Linked DNA regions of Mus musculus: all the other regions are linked to region 1. A link is a contact called in public promoter capture Hi-C data. All regions are on one chromosome and are shown on one strand. Each heading gives the region's core, a stretch centred on a gene start, on an enhancer-like site or on the middle of the called end of the contact. The rest is flanking DNA. Distances are from core to core; before and after follow the strand shown.

Evidence for each region. Promoter capture Hi-C pulls out the DNA fragments that hold promoters and counts their contacts.
Region 2: a contact with region 1 is called in a promoter capture Hi-C map of erythroid cells, with 25 times the contacts expected there. The contact joins the promoter of Clpx here to the promoter of Tipin in region 1. A contact is called at or near these places in 3 of 39 promoter capture datasets (the HPC-7 cell line, erythroid cells and pre-B cells), 5 of 115 datasets of contacts at active chromatin or transcription factors (bone marrow-derived macrophages, embryonic hindbrain, large pre-B cells and 2 more) and 2 of 9 other capture datasets (adipose tissue and liver).
Region 3: a promoter capture Hi-C map of pre-B cells shows a contact between it and region 1, with 4 times the contacts expected there. The contact joins the promoter of Pdcd7 here to the promoter of Tipin in region 1. A contact is called at or near these places in 4 of 39 promoter capture datasets (hippocampal neurons, liver and pre-B cells), 1 of 484 Hi-C or Micro-C datasets (B cells), 1 of 115 datasets of contacts at active chromatin or transcription factors (embryonic forebrain) and 1 of 9 other capture datasets (liver).

The regions. Positions count from the first base shown.
Region 1 is chr9:64,279,513-64,284,033 of GRCm38.p6, forward strand. It overlaps Tipin (timeless interacting protein), which reads left to right and starts at 2,073. Exons shown (of 8, transcript NM_001324557.1): 1 at 2,073-2,135.
Region 2 is chr9:65,292,773-65,297,726 of GRCm38.p6, forward strand. Clpx (caseinolytic mitochondrial matrix peptidase chaperone subunit) reads left to right here and starts at 1,488. Exons shown (of 14, transcript NM_011802.3): 1 at 1,488-1,793. The coding sequence starts at 1,715. It also overlaps the pseudogene Gm16218.
Region 3 is chr9:65,342,944-65,348,096 of GRCm38.p6, forward strand. Pdcd7 (programmed cell death 7) reads left to right here and starts at 3,125. Exons shown (of 5, transcript NM_016688.2): 1 at 3,125-4,065. The coding sequence starts at 3,199.

The DNA of each region.
Region 1 (4,521 bases), core at 823-3,322:
CTCCATTGGAAACACTCACCCCAGAGCTTTAAAAACCCTGTCTTCCTCACGCCCAAGGCTGATCTCTTGATCCCCGCTTTTAGGTGTGCAGGAATAAAGAAAAAGCTTGCTTTAATTAATTTGGCCATGATGATTTGGGTCGGTGTTCTTTCTCCTCCAATCTTTGGAGTTAACACAGGAGCACGAGATACTCGTAACTGTTGAGCAATCTTTCCAGCCCCACCCAGCTCTGCTTTTATTTTGTATGTGGGTGTGAGGTACAGAATCAGGAGGTGAGCACTGGTTGCTTCCCTCACAATCTCATTGTTAAAAAAGACTTCCTGTGGGGCTGGAGAGATGGCTCAGTGGTTAAGAGTGCCGATTGCTCTTCTGAAGGTCCCGAGTTCAAATCCCAGCAACCACATGGTGGCTCACAAACATCCATAACGAAATCTGATGCCTTCTTCTGGAGTATCTGAGGACAGCTATAGTGTACTTACATATAATAAATAAATAGATCTTTAAAAAATACTTTTATATGTATGGTTGTGTATGTAATACATATATGCCTGTGTACATACATACCCATGCATAAATAAACCTACATACATAAATAAACCATATATGCATCTATACATACCCATAACTACATGAATAAACCATTCATATTTACATACATATCCACACATATAAACATACATACATAAACCATGATATACATACATAAATCTACAGAGTGCTTGGTTCTCTGGAGGTCAGAAGAGAGCCTCAGATACCCTGGAATCATACACGGCTGTGTCACTATGTGAGTGTACTAGAGTCCCCTACATGAGCAACATGTACTCTTAATGGTTAAGCCATCTGTATGTCTCAGCCCCCCCCCCCCCCCTTTGAGACAGGGTCTCTCACTGTGCCTGGAACACATCAGTTAAACCTGGCTGGCTGGCTAGCCAGCTGGAGGAATCTGATTTTTGCCTTCTCAGAATCGGGATTCCGGGTAATATCAAGCTGTTTTTTAACCTGGGTATTGGAGATCTGAACTCAGCTCATCATGCAATGTGGGGGAGTCCTTTACCCTCTGAGGGATCTCCCCAACCCTGCCCTCCCTTTTTGTTGTTTGTTTTGAAACAATATCTCACTGTGTAGCACTGGATGGCCTGGAACTCCAGGGATCTGCCTAAGATTAAAGGTAAACACTGGATCCAATACTTTTTTTTTTTTTTTTTTTTTTTTTGATTTTTCGAGACAGGGTTTCTCTGTGTAGCTCTGGCTGTCCTGGAACTCACTTTGTAGATCAGGCTGGCCTCGAACTCAGAAATCCACCTGCCTCTGCCTCCCAAGTGCTGGGATTAAAGGCGTGTGCCACCTCGCCCGGCCGGATTCAATACTTTTAAAGAAAACAGGGAACCCTCCTTTTTTTGTTGTTGACATATTTCTTTTTTCTTTCTTAAAGATTTATTTTATGTATGTGAGTACACTGTAGCTGTCTTCAGACACTCCAGAAGAAGGCATCAGATCCCATTACAGATGATTGTGAGCCACCATGTGGTTGCTGGGGAATCGAACTCAGGACCTCTGGAAGAGCAGTCAGGGCTCTAGTCACTGAGCCCTCTCTCCAGCTCTTGACATATTTCTTTGGGTCTACACGTCTAACCCTAACTACAAACTACAATCTTTTCCTCATATCTTTATTTAATTAACAAAATTCATAGTCGTGGCATTTTGCTATTCTGAAGATGCAGTAATTTTCCAGCCAAAGTTGTTTGACACTACGTTTTACTCCTCTACAAATCAGTTTTCTTTTCTTTCTTTTTTTTTTTTTTCTCGTAGACGCTGGCCTGGAACCTGTGGCGATCCTCCTACCTCAGCCTCCGAGTGCTGGGATTCCAGGCGTGCACTATTATGCCTGGCTTCCATCGTTCGTGTTCTAAACCCGGAGACCTATTTCTGGAGCTAATAAAGCGCCCAGAACTCATTGCCGTCCCAGACATTCCGGATGGGTAGGCGGGCTTCCGAGCGCGGTGGGCGGGGCTCAGACCCTTAGGCTCCTCCCACGCCTCTTCGCCTACCCTTGGCGCCAAATTTCTCAGCTTGTCTCGCGGAGCCGAGTCTCGCGAGAAGCGGTGTTGGCGCGCTTGGCGGCGGCCGCTGTCTAGGTGAGGTGAGACCGGTTTCTGTGAGCGCAGATTTTGGAAGTGGAGCCCGCGTTGCAAAGGCGGCGCGGGGCGCGGGAGATGGGGTCTCACCCAGGAGCCAGGCGGAAGCGGGGCTGAGGAGGAGCGGGCGGAGCGGGTGGGAGGCGCCGCGGGAGGATGGCGGGCCTGCACCGGAGCCGCGCGCACGGACCTAGCTGAGAGGGAGGCTGGGAAGCGGACTCGAGGGGAGGCGAGGGAGAGGTGACATCCCTAGGGCTGGCGCCGACGGTGGGACGAGAGTGAGGGTGGTGGGACTTCCTTTAGGGCGAGGAGCTCCTGTTTTGACAACTAGGGAAAACGGTAGGTTGGAAACAGGTCCGGGAAGGACTTGTGGATCGGATGTTGAATTTGTCACGCACACTGCTCTGGGAGTTTGAGGACCTGGAGGGGGAAAGAGACTTAACTCGTTAGTGTCTAAAACACGTGTGACAGTTGTCAAGGAGAGAAGGAAGGGCTGTGAACATCTAATTCTTTACAAACACTGAGAGAAACCAGTTTACTGATAAGCCCCACTGTGCTTTTTTGGTTAATTGCTGGTTATTGTAGTTTTAAGTCCTGTTCTCAAACTCCCATTAGAATGGGATTGAGTGTACTAACTAGATGTTTTGAGGATTGGGGTGCTTGTTCTGGGCCTGGAACCCAGGCCAAGTGGTCCTAGGTAGAGTTATAATCTACCCTTGGTTCCCACATTTAAAGGTACTCAAAGACGTAGCGGTTTATTATCAGGAGCCAGTACTTTGTTTTTATAAATTTACGGTCACAAATTTAGAATTGGGGACAGCTAGTAAAGGCGATATAGTGCTGGGGAACAAGCCTTACTGAGTGTGATCCCTGGGTCTCATGCAAAGCTGGAAGGAAAGAATTGACTCTACCCACAGAGTCCTTTGCTACTTTGTGGATTCTTTCTTCCACCCTTCTCTACCCTTAATCTACCCTTTAGGCTCCCTAAAAAACGAGAGGATAGGGGGAAAAATGGCAACATTATCTTTACCCTGCAGATGAGGAGTGTCAAGTTCCTTGGGGCATGTTTGAGGCAAGGTGAGGACCTTGAGGATGTGTTATTTCTTCTCTTGCTCACCACTAAACAAAACCACAGCCAACAGCAAGCAGTCAATCCTGGCCTTTACCCTCTGAAAAGTCCTGAGGAAGCTATCTGCAGTTAGCAGAATCGCCGTTACAGCATTAGAGCTCAAGGCCTGTCATACCAGCTGCTGTGGGCAATCTGAAGCAGCCAATTCCCATACCAGGAGTTAAAATGAAGAAATAATATTTCTGTGCTTTTTTAAAAAAAAGATTTATTAATTTTATGTATGTAAGTATACTGTAGCTGCTTAGACACACCAGAAGAGGGCATTGAATCCCATTACAGATGGTTGTGAGCCACCATGTGGTTGCTGGGAATTGAACTCAGGACCTCTAGAAAAGCAGTCAGTGCTCTTAACTGCTAAGCCATCTCTCCAGCCCATTTCTGTGCTTTTTTTTTTTTTTAAAAAAGAAACCACCACTGGGCATGCCTTTAATCGCAGTACTTGGGAGGTAGAGGCAGGCGGATTTCTGAGTTCGAGGCCAGCCTGATCTATAGAGGTGAGTTCCAGGACAGCCAGGGCTACACAGAGAAACCCTGTCTTGAAAAACCAAAAAAACAAAACCCAAAAAAACAAAACCCACAATTCCAAAATTGTCATTACAGGTTGTCCTTTGACCTCCCCCGGTGGCACATAATGCACTCTTATTATACATACAACAAACATAAATTTAAAGAAGTAATAAATTTAGAAGTTTTGGGGATGTTTTAGACATGTCCTGAGTATAATATCTTTAGCTGTTTTTGTTTTTTAAGATTTTTTTTTTTTACATGAGTACACTGTCGCTGTCTTCAGACACACCAAAAGAGGGCATCAGATCCCATTACAGATGGCTGTGAACCACCATGTGGTTGTAGGGAATTGAATTCAGGACCTCTGGAAGGCAGTCAGTGCTCTTAACCACTGAGACATCTCTCCAGCCCATATTTTTAGTTTTAATTTAGGAAATTTTGAAGGTTTAAGAATGTGTATCTTGCTGGGCAGTGGTGGCTCACATCTTTAATCCCAGCACTTGGGAGGCAGAGGCAGTGAATTTCTGAGTTCAAGTCCAGTTTGGTCTACATATTGAGTTCTAGGACCTATACAGAGAAACCCTGTCTTGAAAAAACAAAACAAAACAAAAAACCCAACCAACCAAACAAAAAGAGTGTGTATCTTGGGGGATATGTACACTTGAGGCCAGATGTCAAAGCCCCTGAAGCAGTAGTTATAGGTATTAGTGAGCTATATAAGTATGGTGCTGGCAACTGAACTCAGTCCTC
Region 2 (4,954 bases), core at 238-2,737, 1.0 Mb after region 1:
TGTGTGTGAAGCCGGGAGTGGTGGAACACGCCTTTAATCCCAGCACTTGGGAGGCAGAGGCAGGCGGATTTCTGAGTTCGAGGCCAGCCTGGTCTACAGAGTGAGTTCTAGGACAGCCAGGGCTACACAGAGAAACCCTGTCTCGAAAAAACAAAAACAAAAAAACCCATAACTTCTCTTTTTGGGCGGGAGAAGCCAGAGACAGCCCTCTTGGTTTGCTCACAGCATCCATGGAGGGAGAGCTTCTGAGAGAGTCTAAGAACACAGTTGGAAAGCAACATACTGAGAGGACTTGAGTCTCTCCTCACAACTGTATTCCTGGATGCAGCTGAAGAAGGAGTGGGTCTTAGTGAAGAAAGACAAGAATTCTCTTTCATCTCTGAAACTTTACCATGAGGTGTTACCACGAGTCAGCTCTCTAAGAAAGAACCCTGTAGTAGTATGAACCACCTGGAATTCCCCTTCTGTGAGCTAGACCCGGGGAACTGGAAGTCACTTTTCTGGCTGGAGATTGACGCTGGTTAATGTAAGTGAACTGGTGTTGATCCTGGCTTAATTCTCTTTCCTCACAGTTTCTGTCTAAAGGTTCCAGCAGGGTGTGGTACAACTCGGTAGTCTCATCTAGAGGTGGGAGCACAGGCATCAGATGTTCAGAGCCATTTTCAGCTACAGAACAAGTTCCAGGCCACCTAGCAATTTGGCGGCTAGAGTTGATGATATATATATAATTACTCTGGCATAAATTCCAAACCAAACCCAAATAAAACCCATATGGTGTTAGAGGCAGTACTCTTAAATTCGAGGTCAGCCTGGTCTACAGAGGGAGTTCTTGGACAGCCAAGGTTACACAGACAAACCCTCGCTCAGAAAACCAAAACAAAAATCCACACAGGCAACTAGCCCCGACTGAAAACTTTATCATCACAAAGCTTGAAAGAGCAAGGAAAGCTAGCTCTATCCAGCTTGTTGCTCGGAGTGGGAGTGGGATTAGGAGACCATTTCCATGCTGCAAATGAAACGAAACAGCGAACATAAAGGAAGCCAGGATATAGAGTCCATGAAGGAAGGAACTTGCCGAAGTGCAAGCGCCTGGTAGTTACTGTCTGTTTATAATTATTATGTGGGATTATGGTCTTTACCACTGAATTACATTCTTAGTTTTCGGATCACTTAAAAAAGATCCTCACCTTTTTGCGCTTTTATTTCCCCTGCTCCTAAGAAGCGTAGGGTCAACTCCCGACACGGCGCGTGTCTCTTTGGGTCTAAAACTTTTTAACATCCGAATAAAGAGACTTCCCGAGAAATTAGGCGACCGCAAAATTTTGGGTTCGCCGCTTGCCGTAGCGCGCTCATTGGTGCCCAGGTTACCGCCCCATTCTCTGGAATCACGTTAGTCTCCACGCATGCGCAGCGTAAACTCACGCCTCCTCCTGGGTCTAGGACGCAAGCGCGCGCACGCTCCCCGGCCGGGGTGGGCGGGGAATGGGGGAGAGTAGGGAGGGAGGGGAGGAGGGGAGGAGCCTACTCCGGTGAGTAGAAGGCGGTGGGACGCTGGGATCGTCCAGGCCTGGCTGCCTGGTGGGGAAAACGCTGCGCCAGCATAGAACCGACGGAAGGGAGCGGAGCCAGTCAGCGGAACACTCGCGCGACACGATCGGGTCGCTGAGCCCCCTCGATCCTCAGGGCGCGAAGCCCTGGCCTAGGCCCCGCGGAGATGTCCAGTTGCGGCGCTTGTACCTGCGGCGCTGCGGCCGCCCGGCTTCTCACCACTTCGCTCACCTCCGCGCAGAGAGGTAACGAAGTAGTCCCGAGCCGGTGCCCGCTCTGGGCTCTCGGCGAGTGAACCTGTGGGGATCCCGGGGGGAGAGGAGGGCTTGAAGGCTGCGAGGCGCTACGAGCCTCTGGAGTACCTGGCTGTCGGATTGGAAGGAAACCCGGTGGGCTATCGCTGGCCTGTGAGCTCTCGGGCCTTCGGAGTTTGGGGGCTGGAATGAGGCCATCTCGCCTCAACTCAGGGAGAACAACCGAGTGCGACGCAACACTCGTTAAAAGTGTCCCCCGTGCAGCCCTTCTTGGGGCCTGTCACTTTTGGGGAGTCTGTGCCCGGTTGTCGGGCTAGTCGCCTGGACCGGCAGCGCAAGGGTGTCACTGACATTGTGCGGTCTCGGGGACGACAAGACGTAAACACAGCTCGCTGGCCTTCCAGATATTTGGGAAACTTGGGGTCCCAAGATATTTGGGAAACTTGGGGTCCCAAGAAAGCAGCGGGGAGGTGGGGCGAAAACGACCGCTGGAATTCCTGAAATACTTAAATTTAGCAACAGTCATTCGCCCGCTTCCCCAGCTTGACAGCTGGGATCAGCCTCTAAGAGTGGAGTGGCTCTTGTTTACTTTGCTTCTCTATTCATCAGGACCTGTGACAGAGTGCACACCTGCCAAGAGATTCCGGGAATGAAACCCGTTTTTCTTTCCCACAAGTCTATGCATATCAGATTGTAAGGCTAGGTCTTGTTAGGCTCTGAACTTACAGATGTCTTTTCATGACGATCCTTGGATCAATAAAAGCAGTTTTCCTTTTTTTTTTTTTTTTGACTAATTCTAAAATCATCATTGTCTACTAACTGTATAATTGGCAGTTTATAATACACATGAAATGGAGTAACATAGGCGGAAGCATTTAGTATTGACACGTAAGTGTAAGATTTAGTCTTAAAACATTGCCACACCTCAAGTAGGTGTCCCAGTTCCAGAGGTTTGATTTGTAAACACTGGAAAGAAACATAATTTTAATGTATTGTTTGACCTACATTCGTTGAGGGCTTAAGGTATTACAGTTTGGTACTAGGGGTATTAAATTCATCATGTTTAAATTTGGTTGACAACAGCATTAAAAAGGGTACGTGTTTTAGACAGGAGGAGTTCTTGATAAGATTTAGTCAAAGAATTCTAGCTTCAGCCCGGAGGTTATAGCACATGACTTTAGTTCCGGCAGTCTTTAGGCAGGGGCAAGCCAGGTCTCTGGAACTCTGTACACCAGTCTTGGCCTTGGATTCAGATTAAAGGCCTGTGCCACCACGCCCAGCTGATGTATATATTTTTTAAATGGACTTGACAAATGGGTTAGAAAGATAGCTCAGCAAATAAAAGTATTTGCTGCCCAGTCTGACAACCTGACTTCAACCCTGGGCCTATAAGGTAGAAAGAGAGATAGAGTCCTGTAAGTAGTAAAGAGCGGACAGACAGACTTTTTGTTTGTTTGTTTGTTTGTTTCAAGGCAGGGTTTCTCTGTGTAGCCCTGGCTGTCCTGGAACTCACTCTGTAGACCAGGCTGGCCTCTGCCTCCCAAGTGCTGGGACTAAAGGCGTGCGCCACCACTGCCAAGCTAGATTATTTGTAAAGTTTTGTAGATCCTTAGTTCAAAATGAAGAATCCAGGTAGGATCTGGGACTCAAGGCCAACATCAGCTGCATAGAGAGTTCACATTAGTCTGGATGACATGAAAACCTGTCTCAGAAAACAAAAAGTTAGGTATGGTGTTGGCTCATGCTAATAACCTCCACACTTTGGAGGGTTGCCATGGTATTTAAGCCAGTCTGTGCTATAAAGTGAGAGCTTATCACCCAAAAGAAAAAAAATCATTTAAATATGTTATATATAATATATATACATATATATATTAAAAGCTGAATAAGTTGTGACTGGAGATACTGCTCCAAAGAGAACTGACTGCTCTTCCAGAGAACCTAAGTGCAATTCGCAGTACCTGTATGGTAACTCACACCATCTTTACACTTCTAGGGATCTTAACACCTTCTGGCCTTCATAGGCACACATGTGGTAACAGATATACATGCAGATAAAACACCCATACACAGTTTATAAAATTTAAAAAGTAAATTACATCATTGTTTCACTATGTAGCTGATGCTTTCCTGGAACTCACTGTGTATTTGAGTTGCTGTCAAACTCGTGGTCCTCCTGCATCAGCTGTGGACCACTCTTTATATTTCTGTTTTTGCCATAGTGGGACATTGAACCAAGGGCCTTACACATGCTAGGCAGGTGCTTGGTCCTTTAAGAATATTTTGTTTTGAGACAATGCTTCACCAAGTTCTCTTTGTAACCCTTGCAGGTCTTGAACTTGCCATTCTCCTGCCTCAGCCATCACAGCAGCTGGGACTCAGTTCTGAGTCACCAGGCCCAACTTTCTTCTACTTCCTAACAGCCTTAAATGTTCATTATTTTATTATTTTAGAAGGCAGCTGCTCTGAAACTCAAAAGGCTTTATCTGTATGACATGTCCATAGATAGTTTAACTTTTTTTTGTTTTTTGTTTTTGTTTTTTGAGACAGTTTTTCTGTGTAGCCCTGGCTGTCCTGGAACTCACTCTGTAGACATGGCTGTCCTGGAACTCAGAAATCCACCTGCCTCTGCCTCCCCAGTGCTGGGATTAAAGGTGTGCGCCACCATTGCCCGGCTGATGGTTTAACTTTTAACTGGCATTTATCATTACTGCCAAACAGTGTTGCAAAATGTACAGAGATATCTCCCTAGCTTTCAGGGTTTTTTCACCTGAAGTTCACAGGTCCTTCAGGGGTCAATAGGTAGGATTCAGGTTTCTTAAACCTTATTTCCACTAATCTTTAGCTAGAAAATGGCATTTTCTTTAATTATCAAAGTAGACCATAAGTCATAACAGTCTTTCAAGTGTCTGTGACTTTGTCACCAGTCAGAATCACACATTTTCACATTAAAGGCATGCGCCACCACGCCAGGCCCTCTTGCATGTTTTCATCTTGCCTCTTCATGGTCCATGATTCCAACAGAGGTTGTCAGCACAATGAAACCAAACTGCCGTGATGGGAGCAGTTTGCTCTGCCATCTCTCCAGGTCTTTGAGTTGGACATCAAATCTAGGGCTTATAACTCCACACTTGTTGAACCTTCCTGTGAGG
Region 3 (5,153 bases), core at 1,875-4,374, 1.1 Mb after region 1:
ACAAAAATTGTGGTACCTTTTACTAATGCTGAAATTGCCTCAGTATGGGCAGAAAATGCTTAAATGCTTTAGTCTCCCTTCTAGAACACCATCAGGAGTTCTTTTTATATAGTCCCGACAAATGAATACCAACAAAGAATGGCAGGGTGAACCAATACCATACAGTGCTATCCATTCGTTGTCTGTTGGGTTATATTTATACCCTTTCCAAATACCACGTGTTCTCTCAAGTATCCGATCTAGCAAAACACCACATGTCTGTTCTCAGCAAAACACCCTCCCTTGTTTCTGCTTCAGCAAAAACATCCTCTCTTAAGAGTTTCCAGAAAAACATTACATGACACAACTAAGTCTCCAAAGAAATAGAAATTTCCAGTTCAGATATTTTTGTTGTTTGGTATTAAAAACACATTTAAGAGATTTAAAATATTTCAAGTAAATTCAAAGAGTTACTACAGTTCAAACTTTGATTTCTAAATATCCAAGAGCTGGTGTGTTTTTGGAGATAAGATAAAATATTTGAGCAGGGCTATGGTAGATCGTGCCTTTAATCACAGCAGAGGCAAGTAGATCTCTGTAAATTAGTAGTTTTTTAAATTCTAGATTTAGTGAACAAGGTGGCGGTGGTACATGACTTTAATCTCCCCCAGGAACAAAATGATCAAACAGAAGTATAAATTCATTTTATGGGATCCTGTCAGGAATAATACTAATAAAACACAGATAGATAAATCTCCAGTTCTGATAGCACACTGTGCTTTCTGAGCCTCCTTGTGAGTGCACTCCTGGATTAGTGAACACACACACACACACACACACACACACAACTCTTTTAGTATGTGAATTAGTGATAACTGAGATTTCAGAAGGTGGATTAAGGGATAAAAATGGTGTGGTTCTAAAAGGGAAAATGCACTGCAGCTTTGTAAGATGTTGCAAGTTGGGAAACCAGGATAAAGGACACGCAGGCTCCTTTGTATTGTTTCTTACAGCTGAATGTGAGTCTTAAGTTTATACCAAAGAAGTTTAACTTTTTTAACTAATAAGATGGAAGGATTTCCCTTTACAATTCTGGCTTATAGCCATTAGTCAGTTTTCTTTCTTTCTTTCTTTCTTTCTTTCTTTCTTTCTTTCTTTCTTTCCTTCTTCCTTTCTTCCTTCCTTACCTTTCCCTTCTTTCCTTCCTTCCTTCCTTCTTTTCTTTTAAAACATGACACCCTGGAGCCAGGCAGTGGTGGCTCATGCCTTGAATCTCAGCACTGGGGAGGCAGAGGCAGACAGATCTCTTTGAGTTCGAGACCAGCTGGGTCTAGGGAACCAGTTCCAGAACAGCCAGAAGATCAAAGCAAATCAAAGATATTGAAAGAAAGATGAAATTTCAAGACCTGTATGTCATATAAAGTACTCAGAAATTGCTGGTTGTTTGTGAGCCTAGAGGCTGCCTGGGGCTGAGAAAAAAGAAAAACAAACCCGGGCATGCCCCATAGTTAAAACATTCCTGGGAACAGCTTGACCATAAAGATAAAGAGGAATGTGAGGACATAACAGGGCTATCTGAACTGAGTCAACAACTCATAGAACTCTGACATCCTGCACGTACATGTAATTTTTCTGCTGATGTTTGAATAAGCCAATAGCATGTCGCTATGCTGAATTCCACACCCCTAAGCTCCTTACCCCATAAAAACCCCTAGCTTTCGAGCCTGTGGCCAACATCCGTTATCTCCTGTGTGGGATGCATGTTGGTCCGGAACCCCATCATTAAACTACCTTGTGTGTTTACATCAAAGACGGTCTATTCGTGATTTTTTGGGTTTTGGGTGCACACCAAATCGGGAATTGAGTGGGGGTTTCCCCACTAGGTTCTATCAATATGACATATGGACACTGTAACATCTATCTCTCCAAGACCACCTAGCTTCTCTTTGTGTTTCTGTGTTTTACACCCTGCATTCTTTCGACCCCCAGCAGACATACTGCAAATCACTAGTACCTGCTGCTTCCATCCTGTGTTCCTCTCATAACTTTTTGTTGTCTTTCAGATCTTAGCCGGAGCTTCAGACCGTGTCTCTAGTCCCTCTAGAACGTTAACAATCATCAGGATTTCTGAATTCAAGACTGAATTGGAGAGGCCAAACCTACTCCATCTTGGGACCAGCCTCCATCTTCAAGAAAAGAAAAAAGCAGAACTCAAGCTGCACCAAAATACCAGAAAGGACCCCATGGCTTGTCCTTGGCCAGAGTTAATCCCTAGCTACTTCCTAGCAACAGTTAATCAAAGATTAGTTTGATTGTTTCAGATGTACTTTCAAACTGTTTGTGATCAAATGCACGATTCAGGGCACCCAACTATTGGCTTATAGTCATTCTATTAGATGCTTGCCAGACTGGACAACCCCTCCCTCGCTTTGAAAGAACCTAGTGGGGAAACCCCCACTCAATTTCCATTCGGAGCGCACCCAAGAATCACGAACAGACAACCATCTTGATGTAAAAGCATGAGGTAGTTTAATGACGGAGCTCCGGGCCGACATATATCTCCCTCAGGAGACAGAGGTGTCGACCACATGGTGGAGCCATAATGGCAGAGCTCCGGTTCGAAACGTATCTCACACAGGAGACAGTGGTTTCGACTCTGACGCTTGGAAGCTAGGGATTTTTATAGAAAAGGGATGGGGCTGGGGGAGGAATTGGCGAGGTTTCACATGATTGGTTCATTTAAACATCAACAGACTGTCAGAAGGGCGGGAGATAGGGGGGCATGTCCTGGCCTGTTCTGCTATGTTCTCAGCCCCAGGTTTCAAAGCTCACAAACAACTCTTTGGGCTATTTGACATAAATTACATGAATCACATGTCTCAAGTTTTATTTCCTTTCAGCTTTTATTTTTCTATAAAAACTTGTTCTACTGAGGGTTCAGGGCTGCTCCGCCTTCTCTTTCTGTCCTGCTGTGTTAAGGTCGATTTGGAGGAGAGCCCGAGCCTGAGCCCGAAATAAACCCTAACATCGGAGACGGATCCTTGGTGGTTTGGGAAGGTTCAAGCTTCCTGGCACGACAAACCAAGGTCCTGCACTACGCCTCGCTTCCGGGAAGTGAGTCAAGCACCGGTCGCACGTTATACACGTCACTTCCTCCTGGAACCCGGATAAAGAAGTTCCCAGATTACTGTCACTGCTCCCAACCGCTGCACTACAGACATGGCTCTGCCACCTTTTTTCGCCCAGAGCCGTCAGGGACCTCCCCCTCCGCAGCCACCGCCTTCCGCTCCATTCGGCTGTCCGCCCCCGCCGCTGCCCTCTCCGGCTTTCCCGCCGCCCCTTCCCCAGCGACCCGGCCCCTTCCCGGGGGCTTCCGCCCCCTTCCTCCAGCCTCCGCTGGCCCTGCAGCCCCGCGCGCCAGCCGAGGCCTCCCGCGGCGGTGGCGGTGGCGGCGCCTTCTTCCCGGTGCCACCCCCACCGCTGCCGCCGCCGCCGCCGCAGTGCCGGCCCTTCCCGGGGCCCGACGCCGTCGAGCGTCCACGGCCACCGCCTCCAGGTCCCGGGCCGCCCTGGAGCCCGCGCTGGGCGGAGGCGCCGCCGCCGCCCGACGTGCTCGGAGACGCGGCCCTGCAGCGCCTGCGTGATCGGCAGTGGCTGGAGGCGGTGTTCGGGAACCCCCGGCGGCCCGGTGGCCTCCGGACCCCGCGCACACCCGCCGGGCCCAGCCTGGGTGAAGTCCGCGCGCGGTTGCGTTCCGCTTTGCGTTTGGTGCGGCGGCTACGCAGCTTGGGGCAGTCCCTGCGCGAGGCTGAGGCCGACGGAGCAGCCTGGGCCTCCCTGCACGCTCAGGCGGCGCCACTACGAGCGGAGCTAGCGGAGCGGCTGCAGCCGCTGGCCCAGGCCGCCTATGTGGGCGAGGCGCGACGGAGGCTGGAGAGGGTCCGGCGCCGCCGGCTGCGGCTTCGTGAGAGGGCCCGGGATCGGGAGGCTGAGCGGGAGGCGGAGGCCGCGCAGGCCACGGAACGGGAGCAGGAGATTGACCGCTGGAGGGTGAAGTGCGTGCAGGAAGTGGAGGAAAAGAAGCGGGTGAGAACCAGTATGCGCTCGGTGGTTGGAGCTGTGGTGTCTGGAACTCGAATCTGCGTGCTAGTTAACTTGTATGCTTATCCGCGAAAGCTAGCCTTTGCCACTTCTTTGCTCTGTATTCCTTGTTGACGATGTGTGGTGCATAAAACTCTAGAATTTGGACTATAAAGTCCCTTAAACACGCGACAGGTTTACACTGGTGCATTTCTGGGAGGACACACCTCTTGTGTCCTGCTTCAAAGTTGGATCCACTTACTGAAGATGCAGAGCAGTATCTTTTATACTGTCCTAAAGCATGCAAATGTAGAGGACTTGGACCACACCTAGAAACCTTTATAACATAATTGGCTGATGAGGTTGATAATAGTTCTCTCCCGGGTTCATTTGTTTTGGTTTGATACTATGAATACCAGTGTATCCGGTGGAGTGGGTCTGTCTGGATCAGGTGTTTCCAGGTACTTGGCCTCTTACTCAAATGATTGAATTAAGGACTCACACAAAATTGTAAAAATAGCAGGAAAACTATATTCAAAAACAATGCAGTAAGTAGCAAGTGCAGATTAGAAAGGAAAACACTGTCAACAGATTGGCAGCCACAAGGCCCATGAGATACTCCGGTTATTTTTGGAGAGTGTGCATAGCCCGGTCCCACTGGTCTCTCAGGTTGCTGTGCTGTTTTGTCCATGCCTTCCTTACCCCTGTTCAGTACTCATATCTATAGTAGACACTACACTAGTGTCCTGCACACAATCCCGAGGAATTCATTACCCTAATTTTACAGACTGAGACTTAAAGCAGCTAACTTGACAGCAGTCACACAAGCCTGTATACCAATATTACCTCAGATTTAGTCCCAAGTTGTATGACTTCAAAGCTTGTCTGTCTCATGTTCTTCAGTAGAACCCGGGAGAAAGTAGGATTTGCCAAGTGTAGGTTGAAGACATCCTCATTTCCTTTGAATGCTATTACTATTGTTATTGTTGTTTCAGAGTTATTTATTTTGGGTTTTGTGATTGTTTTGCCTGTGTGTGTATGTGCACTGCATATGTGCCTCCTGCCTATGGGGTCAGAAGAGGACATTGGATCCC